Linked DNA regions of Mus musculus: region 1 is linked to region 2. Evidence: chromatin contacts called from public Hi-C data. All regions are on one chromosome and are shown on one strand. Each heading gives the region's core, a stretch centred on a gene start, on an enhancer-like site or on the middle of the called end of the contact. The rest is flanking DNA. Distances are from core to core; before and after follow the strand shown. Region 1 overlaps Gm46240. Region 2 has its middle 36 kb from the start of Btg1.

Region 1 (7,883 bases), core at 2,136-4,635, 270 kb before region 2:
CTCTTCCATATTTGATATTGGGTCTCTTCAGGAGTGGACTGCATTTCACTTTTATATTTGATTAGAGTCATTCTGGCCCCAATTTTTTGGTCCAGAGTCAGTCATGTGAAGACAACATGACTGTAAGCCATAGCTTTGAGTTCACTAGAGGGCTAAAGTGTCATGGGTGGGAACATTTCTCCTTTGAGAAGTAAAAGGCTTAGGTTGTAGCAATGGAAGGAATAGATGCACAGATGTGGTAGTAAGTAAGGATAATGACTGAGGATGACACTGTCACTCTGCTCTTACTGAGTCGTGTGCCCTAGCTACTGGATGAGGGTTAGCCAGCTGCAGGGTCTATACACAACCCACATCTCGAATGATGGTCTCTTTAAGCATTTTCTCCATTTTTCTTCTCAACCACATATTCATTACTCATCAAAAACCAATGCCTTCTGTCTCCTAAGCATTTATTGAACATGACCTCTTTAATATTGCCTTGTTTCAGGTTGCCTTAGTCAGGGTTTCTGTTCCTGGATAAGACCAAGAAGCAAGTTGGGGAGGAAAGGGTTTATTCAGCTTACACTTCCATGATGCTGTTCATCACCAAAGGAAGTCAGGACTGGAACTCAAGCAGGTCAGAAAGCAGGAACTGATACAAAGGCCATAGAGGGATATTACTGGCTTGCTCAGCTTGCTTTTTTATGGAACGTAAGAGTAAGACTACCAGCCCAGAGATGGTCCCACCCACAAGGGGTCCTCCCACTTTGATCACTAATTGAGAAAATGCCTTATAGTTGGATCTCATGGAGGCATTTCCTCATCTGAAGCTCCTTTCTCTGTGATAACTCCAGTTTGTGTCAAGTTGACACAAAACCAGCTAGTTTTGTGTCACAAAACACAGGTCCATATCATCTATTCTTGGTATTCTATAATAGCTTCCTAGCCTGTCCCCAGGCTTCCTGTCTTTCAATTATGTCCAACTGTGCACCACAAGTTTGTCAATCTGAGATAGCTATGTCTAGACCTACTGAAGCACCTGCTGCCCTACAGGGTGACTATGGCTGCCATGTTATCCTCTAGGTCACTTGCAACTCCAGTGGGCCTTTTCCACTTGGTCAGATACTACTATCTGTTGCTTTGGCTACATTTTCTTCCCCAATGACCCTGCCTGGAGCTACTGTACTCCAGACCAGAGCCAGACAAGGATGAGCTGGTCTGGCTCCAACTACTGTGGATGCTTCTCTGGGCAAACATGCTCTGGTTTACCAAGAAAAATCTCAGCACTTCTATTATTGAACTGGCTAATTTTTTTATGCCACAGGTGCTTGGTACATGCCACTCTTGTCTAATGTCCTTTCCTGCTTCCTACTGGCAGGATCACCCTTATGGTACAATACAAAATATCCAGACAGTCCTGTAATAGGGGACACAAGGAGCTTGACATTTGATTGATTAGTAGCAAATTCTCCTCTCATTCTGTCTTTATAATGAGCCACTCTAGCCAAAGCCAACATGATAGGAGAGACTCTATTTCAACTTACAGTTTTTAAGTAGTCCTTTATCACTGAGGAAAGTAAAGGCAGGAACTCAAACAAGAACTAAAGTAGAAACAACATATAAATGTCTATTGCTTCACTCTCTGGCTTAGGCCCAAGTAGCTGTTGAATGCATCCAGGGACCAGTTGCTGAGAGCTGGTGCTTCTCATAACAGGCTGGGCCCTTCCTTATAAGTCAACAGCTGGGAAAATGTCCACCACAGACATGCTCACAGGCCAGTCTGATCACGGCAAAGTTTCGATTGAAAATTCCCCTTCTCTGGGGAATCCAGGTTGTGTGTAGTTGACAGAAAACAAACAAACAAACAAAAAAACAACTAACCAGGACCAGGACATAAGGAAACATTACTGAGACCCAATGACAACACAATGACACAAAATTTATTACATGCTCATCCCATGATGCTACCTGTATCTATCATGGGTATTATATTGACCTATGTGAACCTGTTGAATTGTGCATGTTTGGCATTTTTCTTTTTCGATTTTACATGTATTCGAATGGGAAAGATAGAGGAAAGCCTCAGATATTACACCTCAGAAGCTGTCTACTTTATGAGACAGTCTCTCACTGACCGGGGACTGACTGACTAGGTTAGGTAGACTAGCTTATGAGGCACAGGCATCTGCCTGTCTCCACCGCTCTGGGCTTCTTCATATGGATTCTTCTTAGGTCTCTATGTTTGTACTGTAGGCAACTTACCCACTGAGCCATCTCCCCAGCTCTTTGCAGACTTCTTAAGAGATTTCATTTTCTTTCCTTTCCATGGCTAACAGAGAGCCCAACTCAAAACTCTCTGATTTGTGTTCATAAATAATTACGAATGAATTACGGTGCATCAACCTTTCTTGGATAGTCAACAAGTACCAATTCCTTCACATTACCACCACTTTACATGTTAAAATTTCAATGTAATTCCTGCCCTTGTGTCATGCTTTCAAATGACTGATGTGGAGCTGGCATAGTGATTGATCTCAGTCTTTTGTCATAAGAATAACAGCTTCCAGGGCAAGAGAAAAAAAATTTCAAACTTGTTCTTCCAGTGGGGAGTGGTGAAGTAAAGGGCAGAGTTAATGCCAGCAAAGGTCCCGTCGTGTTTGGCATGCCCGATGTTTGCTGTACTTTCTGTCCTGTGTGCTGGAGCTTCTGTTTAACTGAGCTGAGGATTAAAGTATTGAACAAGCAAAGAATTGCTCAACTTTCCTGAGTGGGTGTGTCTCATTCAGTATTTGACAGAAAACCTGTCATTTGAGTATGATATATATTTGCTGGGGTAAACCTGGATAGCTCAGGCTCAAAGGTCTTTTCTGCTCACCTGCAGTGGTAAACCCAATGTCTGCCTTACCTTCAGGCACCGAAGCCTGAAACACATTAAATTTCCATCTCCCCCCACCCCCACCCCCGGCCATTTGGATTTGAACAGTCTCTAAAACAGTCCAGTAAACAAGCAGACAAGACTCCACTTGAGTCTGCTTTATAACCTAAAGCTAAAGCGTTTGTGGAATCACAGACCAGGCTGGGGCATGTCAACTCTGCATTGAAAATCAAAGAATTGCAATTTAAAGGTAGAGGGGCAGGGTGGGGCGGGGCAGGGCTGAGCTGTTAAATCAAAATGGATACAGCTGGGTTTGCTTTTCAACATGTCTAGATGTGAGAAGGAGGTCAGAAAAGAGATGGGTGTGCTCTGCAGTTGATCTGTGACAGAGCAGTATGGCAACAGGCCTATGTAAATTAAACAACTTAGCCAATATGGAAAACACATTTTCAGCAAGTAAATAATGCCATTTAAGGGGTCTGATTGCTAAAGCAGCCTCATTGCTTAATGGGAGGACAGTCATTCATTCAACAAATATTTACTGCCTAGCTCTGAGAGACTGGCAAGGCTGAACATTGGTAAGCAATCACTTCTGCCCTGAAGTTTGAATGTTTTTTTTGTGATGAGATTTTAAAATATTATGGAGATTTTGTTTTTCTTTCTTTGAGATAGGGCCTTACATTTCCCATCCTGGCATCAAACTCAAGCTTGTTTTTAAGCAGAAGATGATCTCGAATCTCAGCATTCCCTGCCCACTTACCCACTTCTGAGTCTGGAGACATCAGGCAGTGTCCTGAGACACATCTGGTTTATGAGATCCTGGGCATCCAACCTATGTGCCGAGGAAGCAACTGAGCAATATCTTCTGCATGAAATAGGTCATTTTCAGAAAATCAATCAATTTGTATGAAAGACCCAAAGATAGGAAAACTGCTTTTCTGTCAACACAGATGTTTGAGCAAAGCATATAAACATATTCCTAGTCTAACCTGTATCTGCGGGAATCACTCCATCCCAATACATCTGTATACAAGGATATATATGGAAGATAACACTTTTGGAGCCTCAGTTGAATGTGCTGAGTTTTGTCAGTGATCAAAGGAGACCACACTGTCTGAATTATATTCATGAAGAACACAACTACTTTATGGAAATAGGGTTTCAGGCTTCAAGTCTTAAATTTTAAACTGTTTGAATCAAGATGTATAAAGTTATGTGAAGTAAATGACAGACACCCCCCCCCCAATTTAGGCAGCTATGGATGCCATCAAAATGGCAGAATGTAGAATGCAGTAACTGCATTCTAACAGGATGAAAACAGGAGAAAAATCATCATGGAGGTGTGGCATAAAGTCACCAGAGACAAAGTGACCATCATGGACAAGGTCCAAGCTTAACAGGATGGAAGTTGGTGGACACATTAGCAGACCCCACTCCTTTGGGCGGAGAGATTCATACATTATATTACTGAAATGTCAACTGTCACCCATGAGAAGGAATATTTCTGTCTATCCTTTTCAGTTAGTATAGACTTAAGAGTTGTCTACCATATCACTCTATACTGTGTCAATGAGCATCAATCGTTGGCAGTAGACTACAAACTCTCCATACAAAATTATTTGTTCAAGTTCTCGTTTTCATAGATCATGAGCATGCACAGATTCCATGCACCTTCTGTCACACTTACTTTAATTAATTATGCATCCATTTTTTTCACGAGTATTTATGAGGCCAGTTCCGTGCCAATTATTTGGTGATGTCACTGGTAACATTTTGCAAAGATCTGGGTTCCTTCCCATCGTGGTTTGAATATAGTTGTCCCTGGGGATGGCACTATAAGGAGGTGTGGCCTTGTTAGAAGAAGAGTGTCTCTGTACAGGGTGGGCTTTGAGACTGTCCTCCTAACTGCCTGGAAGACAGTCGTCTTCTGGATGCAGATGGATCAAGATGTAGAACTCTCGGCTCCTCCAGCACCAAGCTTGCCTGGATGCTGCCATGCTTCTAGCCTTCATGATAAAGCACTGAACCTCTGAACCTGTAAGCCAGCCCCAATTAAATGTTGTCCTTTATAATAGTCGCTTTGGTCATGGAGTCTCTTCACAGGAATAGAAACCCTAAGACACTCCTCAATTTGTCTTCCTATAAGTTTGATGTCATCCTGCCTTTTTATTTTTATTCCCTTGGGTTTATGGACTTTCCAAGATGTTGAAATCCCACCTGGGGTTATTCTGAGATGAAATCCTGGGGAGATAATTCCTATTCATTGTGATCATGAATGGAGGGTGAATAGAAGTCGGTGCCCTAAGAGGATCGTGGGAGAGCTTGCCTACCCTTTGAGCTCGTACCCATGTGTGAACACAGAAAGAAGCCACCCATCTGACACAGAGGAGGGCCTGCACTGGAGGCCAACCACAATCATGCTGGCCCTGTAATCTTAGACTTCCAGCCTCTAGAACTGTCAAGTATGTATTTATAGGTTTTGTAAGCTCCAACAACCATAGCATTTTCTTATAGGAGACTGAGCTAAGAATCTTACTTTTTAATACTACTATGTTATTATGTATAGCATATACTTAAGCAATATTTTTGTGCTGAGCTGTTTCTGTATTTTTTTAAGGGGGGCTATTATGTTCTATCTAACTTCTGAGATTTTTCTTGATTCTCAATTATAGCTGTGATTCACTTATATTATATGGAGTTATGGCTTATTCATTTTCATTCCTGTATAATGTTACATTTATGAATGATTTTTTTGTTCCCTCATCTTGTGATACATATTTGCATTTAGAATTATGTACATATGTATGTGTGTTTATATGTGTGCAAATGCAGGTGTCTCTTTGAATGTGAGTGCAGATAAATGCACCCAGGTGTGGAAGCAAGAGATCAGTCTCAGGCACCATTCTTTGGGTACCAAACTACCTTGTTTTTGTTTTACTTGGCTTGGTGGGAGTGGGAGAGAGAAGGGGAGAGGAAGAGAACAAAAGAGGGAAGTGAGAGAGAGAGGGAGAGAGAAGGAGGGAATGAGGGAGGGAGAGAGGGGAAGAGAGAGGGAAGGAGGGAGGGAGAGAGGAAGACAGGGAGAAAGGGAGGTAAGAAAGGAGGGAGGGAGAGAAAGAGAATGAGAGAGAAAAAGATTTGGCTGGAACTCACCTACTAGGTTAAGCGATCTAAGTAAGCCCCATAACCCCCCCCCCCCCCCCCCCGTTGCTGGAGTTACAAGCATGTGCAACCACACCCAACAATTTTATGTGGATTTTGAGAGATTAAGCTCAAATCTTTGTGCCTGTGAAACAAGTATTTTGCCAACTGAGCCTTCTCCCAAGTCCTAGTTATTTGCCATTTGTAATGATTTTTTTTTAAATGTATTCATGTAATGGGGCCGGTTGGAGTGAGTGGGTGTGTTGAGTGGAGAGATAACACCCACTGCACAACACATGTGGAGCTTAGAGGACAATTTATCAGGAGCCAATTCTTTCCTCCCATCTGTCTCAAAGCAAGGTCTCTTTTATATCTGCTAGTGTTAACTTGCCTTCCAGCTTCTGACTTTACCTCCAGTCAGTCTTCCAGTAGAAATGCTTGGGTTATAGATATTACAGGAGCTTATAGATTTTGACATGGGTTTGAGGGGTGGAAATCAGGTCCTGAAAGCTTACAAAGTAAATGTTTTTATCCTCTAAATCGATTTCACCCACCCTGTAGAGATTTTTTTGTCTTTCCGAAATTATTAGCAATATTACTATAAACATGTTATATATGACTTTCAGCACAGATAAGCAAGTATGCCGTGTAAATTTATATCTAGAAAATAAGTTTGTATATCCTAAGGTATACAAGTGTTAATTTTTTACAAGAAAACTTTAAATTATTTTCCAAGGCAGAAAAATAATTTCATTCTCGTGCCACCAGTGTAGGAGGTATTATTGATCCACCTCTCTCCAACAACTAGAATTATCAAACTTCCTCTAATTGCTCCAACAAATGCATACTAAATGACATCTTCTCATGGTCATGATTGATAGTAACTGGAGAGTTAATGAAGTTGGCGGTTTCTTCACCTGCTTGTTGTCTAATGACTTTCCAGTGCATTTATTAGACAACTAGACTATACAGCCTAATAGTGAGGAATTGATTTTGGGCAGGAGACATACATTCTCTAACTTGCTCTCTAGAATGTTAGCATTTTCTGTGTTATGGATACTGCACTCCTAGTGCTTGATCCATAGCTATGTATTTGCCTCTGCTGTGTACTCTAGACATCCCAGAGTGAGCAATGAATGGTTGATTCTCAAAGACTAGCAGTGTTTTATGAATATTAGTGATCTTTTAACTTACCTGAAGAGATCATTCCAGCTTGTTGGAGATAGAGCTTTACTTCAAAAAGCAAAACTCTTTATTTGCAACTAACTTACACTAGAATTTGCTCTCTGGATGATAACAATACCTTTCTATGTTTAACATATCTTTGAGGATGAAGTGTACAGATCAGCACTAGAGAGCATGCAAAAACAGGCTTTTATTTCTCCCATAATCCATCATTTAATTCTTGAAGGACATAACTTGTAAAAGCAGCTAAAGGCTCTGTTAGAAGCCGAAGACCATCGTTTCTCCTAACACGTGTAAGGGGGAGCAGAGAAGATATGTGATTCGTCGTCCCACATGCTTTGTGACTAAAGCAATCATGACTCTTCACTCTGTCCAAATTGGTTGTGAGGAATGGTCTGATGGGGATGTTGCCATCCTCTGGGTATCAAAAAACCAAAAGGATCCCAACTTTGATAGATATTAGAATGGATAAAATAGAAAGGGGAATGTAATGTTCAAAAGCCAGGCGCACAGAGGAGCAAGTTGTCTCTGGCTTTAATTTGAGTGATTCTATCACATCTCTCAGAGGCCAATTGTGAGGAGCAGGTGCGGCCGCCGCCCCAAGATGGCGCCTAGGACAGCTGCCAGGTCTTATGACCTGCACCTGACTCCCTCATTACCTCAGACTTAGTCACATCCCAGCCACCTGCACTGCGCAGATGCC
Region 2 (7,289 bases), core at 1,418-3,917:
GAATTTCCATGAACCCCACACCTCCCGAATGTCTGTCCTGATGTCTTAAGTCCAGACAAAAGCTGGTTGAGAAATCATGAGATCATTATAAGACTCTAAAAGCCTTCAGAGACTCTCTCTCTCTCTCTCTCTCTCTCTCTCTCTCTCTCTCACACACACACACACACACACACACACACACACACACACACACACACACACACATTAATCTAGGCTAACAGTCACAAATCTCAGACTTCAAGACAGAGTAGAAGGATGATCTAAATCTGTTCTTGGTGCTAATGAGCACGGGGATTCCTAAGAGAACATTCAAAGACAGACGGATCTTGTATTATTCAGAGTCAGGTCTCGAGCTACCCAAGCGCACTGAAGCTGACTTGCTGTTGCTAGAATCATGCAAGAAGAGAGACAAGAACCTTTTCGTTTGATGCAATGCTCACTGTCAGATGCATGTGTGTGGACGTTGTCTAATACCAAGTGCTGAACTCTTATTTCACACACAGCCCTCCACATACAGATCATTTCCTGTTGGCAGTAGCCACCATTAGGAAAGTCTGAGTGAGACACATGATGATGATCTCTGATGAAATAGCTGTCGCCACACTCAGACTAACTCACCCCAAGGAAAGGCTGTGTAATGCTGAACAGCCAAGAAATGAATTCCAAGAGCCTTGGAACTTCAGGACACATGAGATGGTAATGTCACAGAGGCCAGTACAAAATGGGGAGGAGACACTTACACACCCCAGCTCAAAGTTTCAGACAGAAGCAGCTGTGTTAGGTTTGTATCTAGAGCTGTATTTACAACTGAATGTCCTCACACCCAGCAGGACATTAACCCAGATTTGCTCCTGAAACACAGCCTCTTAAGAGTCTTATGAGTCTCTCAGCAACTTAGAAGAGGGAATAAAGGAGACTGTGGGGGCATCTGAACTGATCACCATCCCTCTTACGGAACTTCTTACTCTGTGTGCAATTTGCTAACACAAATTCGCCTCCAGTTATCCAAAAGGTCGGTGGTTCAAACCCACCTGGTAATGTGTGCACTTAGGTCTAGAGAAGATGGCTCAGCACTAAAGAGTCCTTGCTGCTATTGAAGAGTATCCATGTTGATTGATTTCATGCTGTCTCATGTGCTGAACACCAGCCACTCTAAAGACCAAATGGGGAGGGAAAGAAAAGCCATTGCTCTCCATTCAGAGGACCCAGGTTTAGCTCCTAACACTCACATGGGGTAGCTCATAACATCTGGAGTTCCAGCTCCATGGCTTCCAATGATATCTGGTCCGTATAGACACAGACACACAGACACACACACACACAGACACACACACACACACACACACACGATGCACACTCACCAAAGGACACATGCAGACACCTAAGTAAATAAATCTTTTTTTTTTTAAATGAAGACAAAATAGTCCATTTTTACTTTCTTTTAAGCAACTATATTTAACTCCGATCCTTTAAAAAAAATTCAGATTGTTTAAAAGCAATTGAGTAATAGAGTGTAAATTAGAATATAACCTTAAACATCACGGGTTAAACACTTTATTTTGACAAGAAATGGAATTCCAGAGACAATGGACCTTTCTTAGCACATGTGTGATACAGCTAACACCACCCAAGAGCTTATTTAAACTACAAAACCTGGTAGGACTGGTTCTCCAAGCTCTTGCTATCTAAAATCCCACTCCCCCTTCCCTTAGTACTCCAGTGTTGCCCTGGAGAACCGCTGTCTCTCCCTTCCCCTCACCACCCCAGCCCTGACACAAAGGGCCATTTTCTTTGGTACTCATGAGGATTAGAGACAATCACAAAGGTTTTAAAAAAAATAATTAACCAATAAAAATAAAGTCAAGTTAAATAATCCCCCAAGACTGACAATTCCCAGTCTTTCTTTCTATGCTATAATAGACAGACCCCAGCCCCTCGCTGAAAACATCTCCTGCAATCCAGAAACCTCAGCCGCTTCTTCTAGAAGTGGGATTTGATCTCTCCATTTTTTTTCCCTCTCTAGTCTGGTCTTTAAGAAGAGACATGTGGTCTCATCTTCAGGAAATCTCTCCCACCCAAGAAACAATTAATGAGTACACTCGGTGTGTGTTGCAAAACTGAGTGACTTTGATCTCAATACCCTCAGAGCTCTAGACCGCGCCTTCCTCTTTCTGTCTGCCGAGGTATGGCCTTTCTTAAGCTTTGTCTCTCGTTCTGCAGCAACAGAAAAAGCAAATAAAGTGTGTTATCTCCTGCTCACTCCCACCATGGGTAAGGTGAGAAAATTCTCAGAACACAGCCTTGCGAGGCTGGACTGATACTAACCCGCTCCAGGAAGCAGGATAACCACAGCTTTCCCTATTCCTTTGTGTCTTTTCCTGTAATTTCAAATTTACACATAGGCCCCAGGAAATTTCCCAAACCCTCTGTTGGAGTCCAAAGCTAATGGTGTGAAGCCACATTTAAGAACTGTTTTGTCTTTTTTTTTTTTTTTTTAAATAGACCACCCATTAGTTAAAGTGAAACGCTGGCAAAAACTGGCTGAAGGACAAAGTTACTATGTTCTGAGGCAAATTTAGAGCAATGAACTTGTAGTGTTCTACACCTTAAAAGCAGATCTGAATACACAAGGACTGAACTTTTCCATGAGGGTTTGTTTCTGGGTTGGGTACACTGGATAAACACGGATTCGTTAATCATTATTCTGCCCCGTTTCCTGGCTATCATTATCTGTTAGATGTTATTAAAATGATTATCCAGGTAGATGTGTAAAAGAAAACCAGTTGCTACGAGAACACTACCTTATCAGCTCACCAGCACTACAGCATGAAGTTCCAATGCTGTCCCAGTCTCCCTAATGAATACCCACACAGATTGGGACTTGAGTGGCTGTCTTTAAAGTACAATGAAAGAGCTACGAATTCTGATGGGTCTCTGACCCAGCCTCTGGTGTCACAGAAAGCATGGTACATTCTAAACCATTGAAATTTAACAAAGATTTTTGGCTTTTACAAAACTTACTAACTCAAAATAATAATAATAATAATAATAATAATAATAATAATAATAAATTAAATTAAATTTAATTTAAAAAGCCTGTGTTAATAGTTATCCCTACACAGGACCTTGAGCATTTTTTCTGATCTAACTTCCATCTATTAGAGAATCAGCAAGTGTGAAGGGATTGGAGGAAAGAGAGAGAAGGGTTTGAATGGGAGACTGGGACAATTCCCGAGGGTAAATGGGGGTAAGAGGTAGGGACAGGAATTTTTACTATTTTTACTATCAACAATGTATTCATCAATATTTAGTATGCATCCCTTGTGGCCTACAGGAGATACAAGGAGGCCGGGATGAAGCAGCACAGGCTACTTACAAAAGTTTAAAGTGGAGGCAATAATCCCTTATCAAATGACCTCAAATATAGGTGTATACTGAAGGATGTGCTATGCAGTACCCAAACTTTAGTAGGAAGAGAGTAAGAGAGGGAAGAGAAGGGCAAGAGGGGTCCTGGGTGGCTTTACCAAGAAGTGTCTGGAAGATCTTGGAGATGGGTGACAAGGGTGCTGCTTAGTGATGAAGGTAAGAGACAAGCTGGGGAGGACAGGGCTGGCCCAGACTGTTGTGGGGAAGACAGGAGAGGGCATGGAGGACAAGCCAATCAGAGAAGGCCCGTGCCCCTGGAGGGCAGACAGGCTGAGCAAAGGTCAGCAGCTAGAATACGTGGAGCCTGTCCAGGAAGGACAGAAACCACTGACTGGAGTCCGCTGTGTCAGTAAGGATACAGGTTACGCTAGTGATAATGATCAGGGCCCTGAATATTCTGGAAGAATGTGTAAAATAAAAAAGGAGGGTTGGGACCAAGATCTCTAGGCAACAAGAAGTCCTGATGGGTACACGGTGACAGGATCAAACCTATTTAAGGATGATCTCTTTCGGACCTACTGTAAAGGCAAGAGGTCAGAGCAGTCGTTGGTTCTGATCATTTATCGGTCATCAAAAGGAGTGTTTAAAGACAAAGACACCAAGATCAATGAGAAGTATTCACTAGGTCTTTATCATGTGCATTACTATGTAAACTGAACTCGGAAGAGAAATTACACAAAAAATTGGCCTTTGAGGACTATGGTTTGCATATGAAAGACAGTCACACACATCATATATATATACACACAAACACACACACACATAAACACATACAACACACACCACACACATGCACCACATATCACACACATGTACACATATCACATGCACACCACACACACACACACACATACCACATGCATACACACATATCACATGCACACCACCCACACACACATACCACATGCATACACACACATACCACATGCACACCACACCACATACACACCACATGTACACCACGCTCACACACACACACATACACCACACCACACACAGATACATACTACACACCACACCACACATGCACATACCATACACCTCACACACAAAGAAAGGGTCACTTGTTAAACTGAAAGCACACCATGAACAAGTGATATATACAAAGTATTGGTCACCATGTGCCTTTCTTTAAATCTTCACGGTAAAGCACAGGGAAGGTTAAGGCTGCTCTCTTAAGAGCCACATTAGAATGCAAATTTAAATCACCAGCCATCATCAGAGGGGCAAGTAGGCTTTAAAAACTCCTTGTGAATTTCATCCAAGAATCTAGAGGACATAGCGAAGGACAGAACAAATAATAGATCTTATTCTTTGGAACAGAGAAAGAAGGGGGACATGGGGGAGTCCCAGGAGCCAGGGCACTTAAACATTTTGGCACTTCACCAGCACTCAAAGTGTACTGAATTAAAAAAAAGCCATCTTTGATGGTTTTCCTTTCAAATCACATCACACTGGAGCAGAGGAAGTGTTGTGAAAACTTGTGTGTGTGTGTGTGTGTGTGTGTGTGTGTGTGTGTGTGTGTGGTGTGCATGTAGTGTGCATGTGGTATATGTTTGTGTGTGGTGTGCATGTGGTATGTGTGTGTGGTGTGCATGTGGTGTGTGTGTATGTGTGTGGTGTGCATGTGTGGTGTGTGTGTGTGTGTGTGTGTGTGTGTGTGTGTGTGTATGTGTGTGGTGTGCATGTGGTGTGTGTGTATGTGTGTGTGGTGTGTGTGTGGTGGGGGGGTGATGTGTATGTGTGTAGTGTGAATGTGGGGGGTGTGTGTGATATGTATGTGTGTGGTGTGCATGTGGTATGTCTGTATGTGGTGAGCATGTGGTATGTGGTGTGCGTGTGCGTGTGCATGTGTGTGGTGTGCATGTGGTGTGTGTGTGTGGTGTCTGTATGGTATGTGGTGTGTGTATTGTTTATAGTTAGTGAACAACATGGAATATGCTAACAATAACAACTATGAAATAGAATCTGCTAACAATAACTAGCTTCAAGAGGGATGAATAGAAAACTATCTTAAGGAACTCAAAATAACAAAATGTGAAATTGAAAGAAAAAATAAATTTGATTTTTTTTTAAAGCTAAATACTAAACAAGAGCAATGACATATCTATTTACACATATTCATATATAAACCAGCCCAAGATATAAAAGAAAAAAGAGAGAGAGGGAGAGGGAGGGAGGAAGGAAGGAAGGAAGGAAGGAAGGAAGGAAGGAAGGAAGGAAGGAAGGAAGGAAGGAAAAGAAAGGAAGAAAGAAAACATTAGAATAGGTGATTAGAACTCGAATCTGTGTGTTGTGAAGCTTGACTGTGGCTGGGCCTTGGTGGCACATGTGTTTAATCCCAGCACTCAGAAGGCAGAGGCAGACGGAAAGATCTCTGAGTTTGGGGCCAGCCTGGTCTACAGAGTGAGTTCCAGGACAGTCAGGGTTACACAGAGAAACCCTGTCTTGAAAAAACAAAACAAAGCAAAAGAAAAACAAAACAAATCAGTTTATGGGCCAGCAATTTTTGCTCATCTGTTAAGAATTTGCCTCCAAGTCTGATGATCACAGTTATAGCCCCAGGAGTCACAGAGAGCAGTGGTTCTCAACGCTGCAACCTTTCAACACAGTTCTTCATATTGTGGTGACCACCAACCATAAAATTACTTCTGTTGCTATTTCATAACTGTAATTTTGCTACTTTTATGAATATTAGGGTAAATATCTGATATTTCTCATTTCTTAAATGACCTTTGTGAATGGGCCCTCCAAACCTCCCAAGTGGCTCGATGGGTCAAAACCCACCACTGACATTGTAGAAGGAGAAAGCCAGCTTTTACAAACTGTCTTCTGACTTCTGAACACACCATAGCATATGCACTCGCACACACACACATACATGAAAATATCACCATGGAAGATATTACTATGTAAAATTCATATATGCTAATAAAAAGTTCAGAAAGAACAATCCAATCTAGTCACAGGCTGTAGGGTCACACAATTTAATCCCAGCATATAGAAAGAAGGTTGTGGTAGGAGGTTCTAAGTTTAAAGCTAGTCTGGAAGACCTTAGCTCGACGGCATTTCAAATAAATAGGTAAATGAAAGAGCATAACCATCTACTCCAAACAGCTTCATCTTCATCTGCTGTGCCTAGAGAGTGATGGACACTCGTAAGTGTGTCCATCAGAAGCAGGCTCGTGGGCATTCTGTCACAGGAAGAGACTGTAAGGAGAGGCATTGAACTCTCACCTGATACTGTGACCACGCCTCCCAGCCATTTTGATCCAAATTTTTCATAAAGGCAGTGGCAAGGTTGGTGTTGCCCGAGAGGATGCGCAAGTGGGCTCCATCTATGGCCACAGGAGGAGTCATTATCCATGCTGGGTTGAGACTTTCCAATAGGGATGTTTTAGGATCACCCAAGCTCTTGCTAGCAGTCCTTCACCCACACTTTGTAAGCAAACCCAATAAACTCAGTTGCTTTGTGGTTGGGATCTTACAGAGGGAGATGGTTAGATACTGTTTATATTTCCCAGGGAAGGAATTCCCATTACACTGAGTGAACAACTAAGGTAATATTGAAAACTCACTCTATCAGGAAGGGAAGGGAGCTTGCCTAAGGGGTTATCCATACCATTTAAATATTAACTAGCCCCAGGCTACTTCTTCAGTTTGTCTGTACAAAACAAACTGCAAACCCAACTTGGAAAACTGAAATCCAAACCAGAAATACGTTTTCATAAACACACAGCTGACGCTCAGCTATCCACAGCATGTAAGCTTCAGCCAATCACGGGCTGACCCACTGATGTGTGTGTGTGTGTGTGTGTGTGTGTGTGTGTGTGATGTCCATATAAGGAACACAGGATGCTGAT

The links. Hi-C and Micro-C count contacts between places; a contact is called where the count stands out from the background.
Region 1: a contact with region 2 is called in a Hi-C map of liver, with 4 times the contacts expected there. The contact joins two enhancer-like sites. A contact is called at or near these places in 1 of 15 datasets of contacts at CTCF or cohesin (the NIH/3T3 cell line), 3 of 484 Hi-C or Micro-C datasets (CD4 T cells, the MNK3 cell line and liver) and 1 of 115 datasets of contacts at active chromatin or transcription factors (liver).

The regions. Positions count from the first base shown.
Region 1 is chr10:96,919,768-96,927,650 of GRCm38.p6, reverse strand. It overlaps Gm46240, which reads right to left. Exons shown (of 3, transcript XM_017314191.1): 3 at 7,460-7,883. The coding sequence ends at 7,851. Among named protein-coding and RNA genes, the nearest start is that of Gm46240, 22 kb to the right of the region's middle. Within about 2 kb of position 3,385, at least 26 of the 459 cell types and tissues checked have an H3K27ac peak or open chromatin away from gene starts, as enhancers often do. A contact at or near this core is called in liver, where this site is marked.
Region 2 is chr10:96,649,664-96,656,952 of GRCm38.p6, reverse strand. No RefSeq gene overlaps it. Among named protein-coding and RNA genes, the nearest start is that of Btg1, 36 kb to the right of the region's middle. Within about 2 kb of position 2,667, at least 36 of the 459 cell types and tissues checked have an H3K27ac peak or open chromatin away from gene starts, as enhancers often do. A contact at or near this core is called in liver, where this site is marked.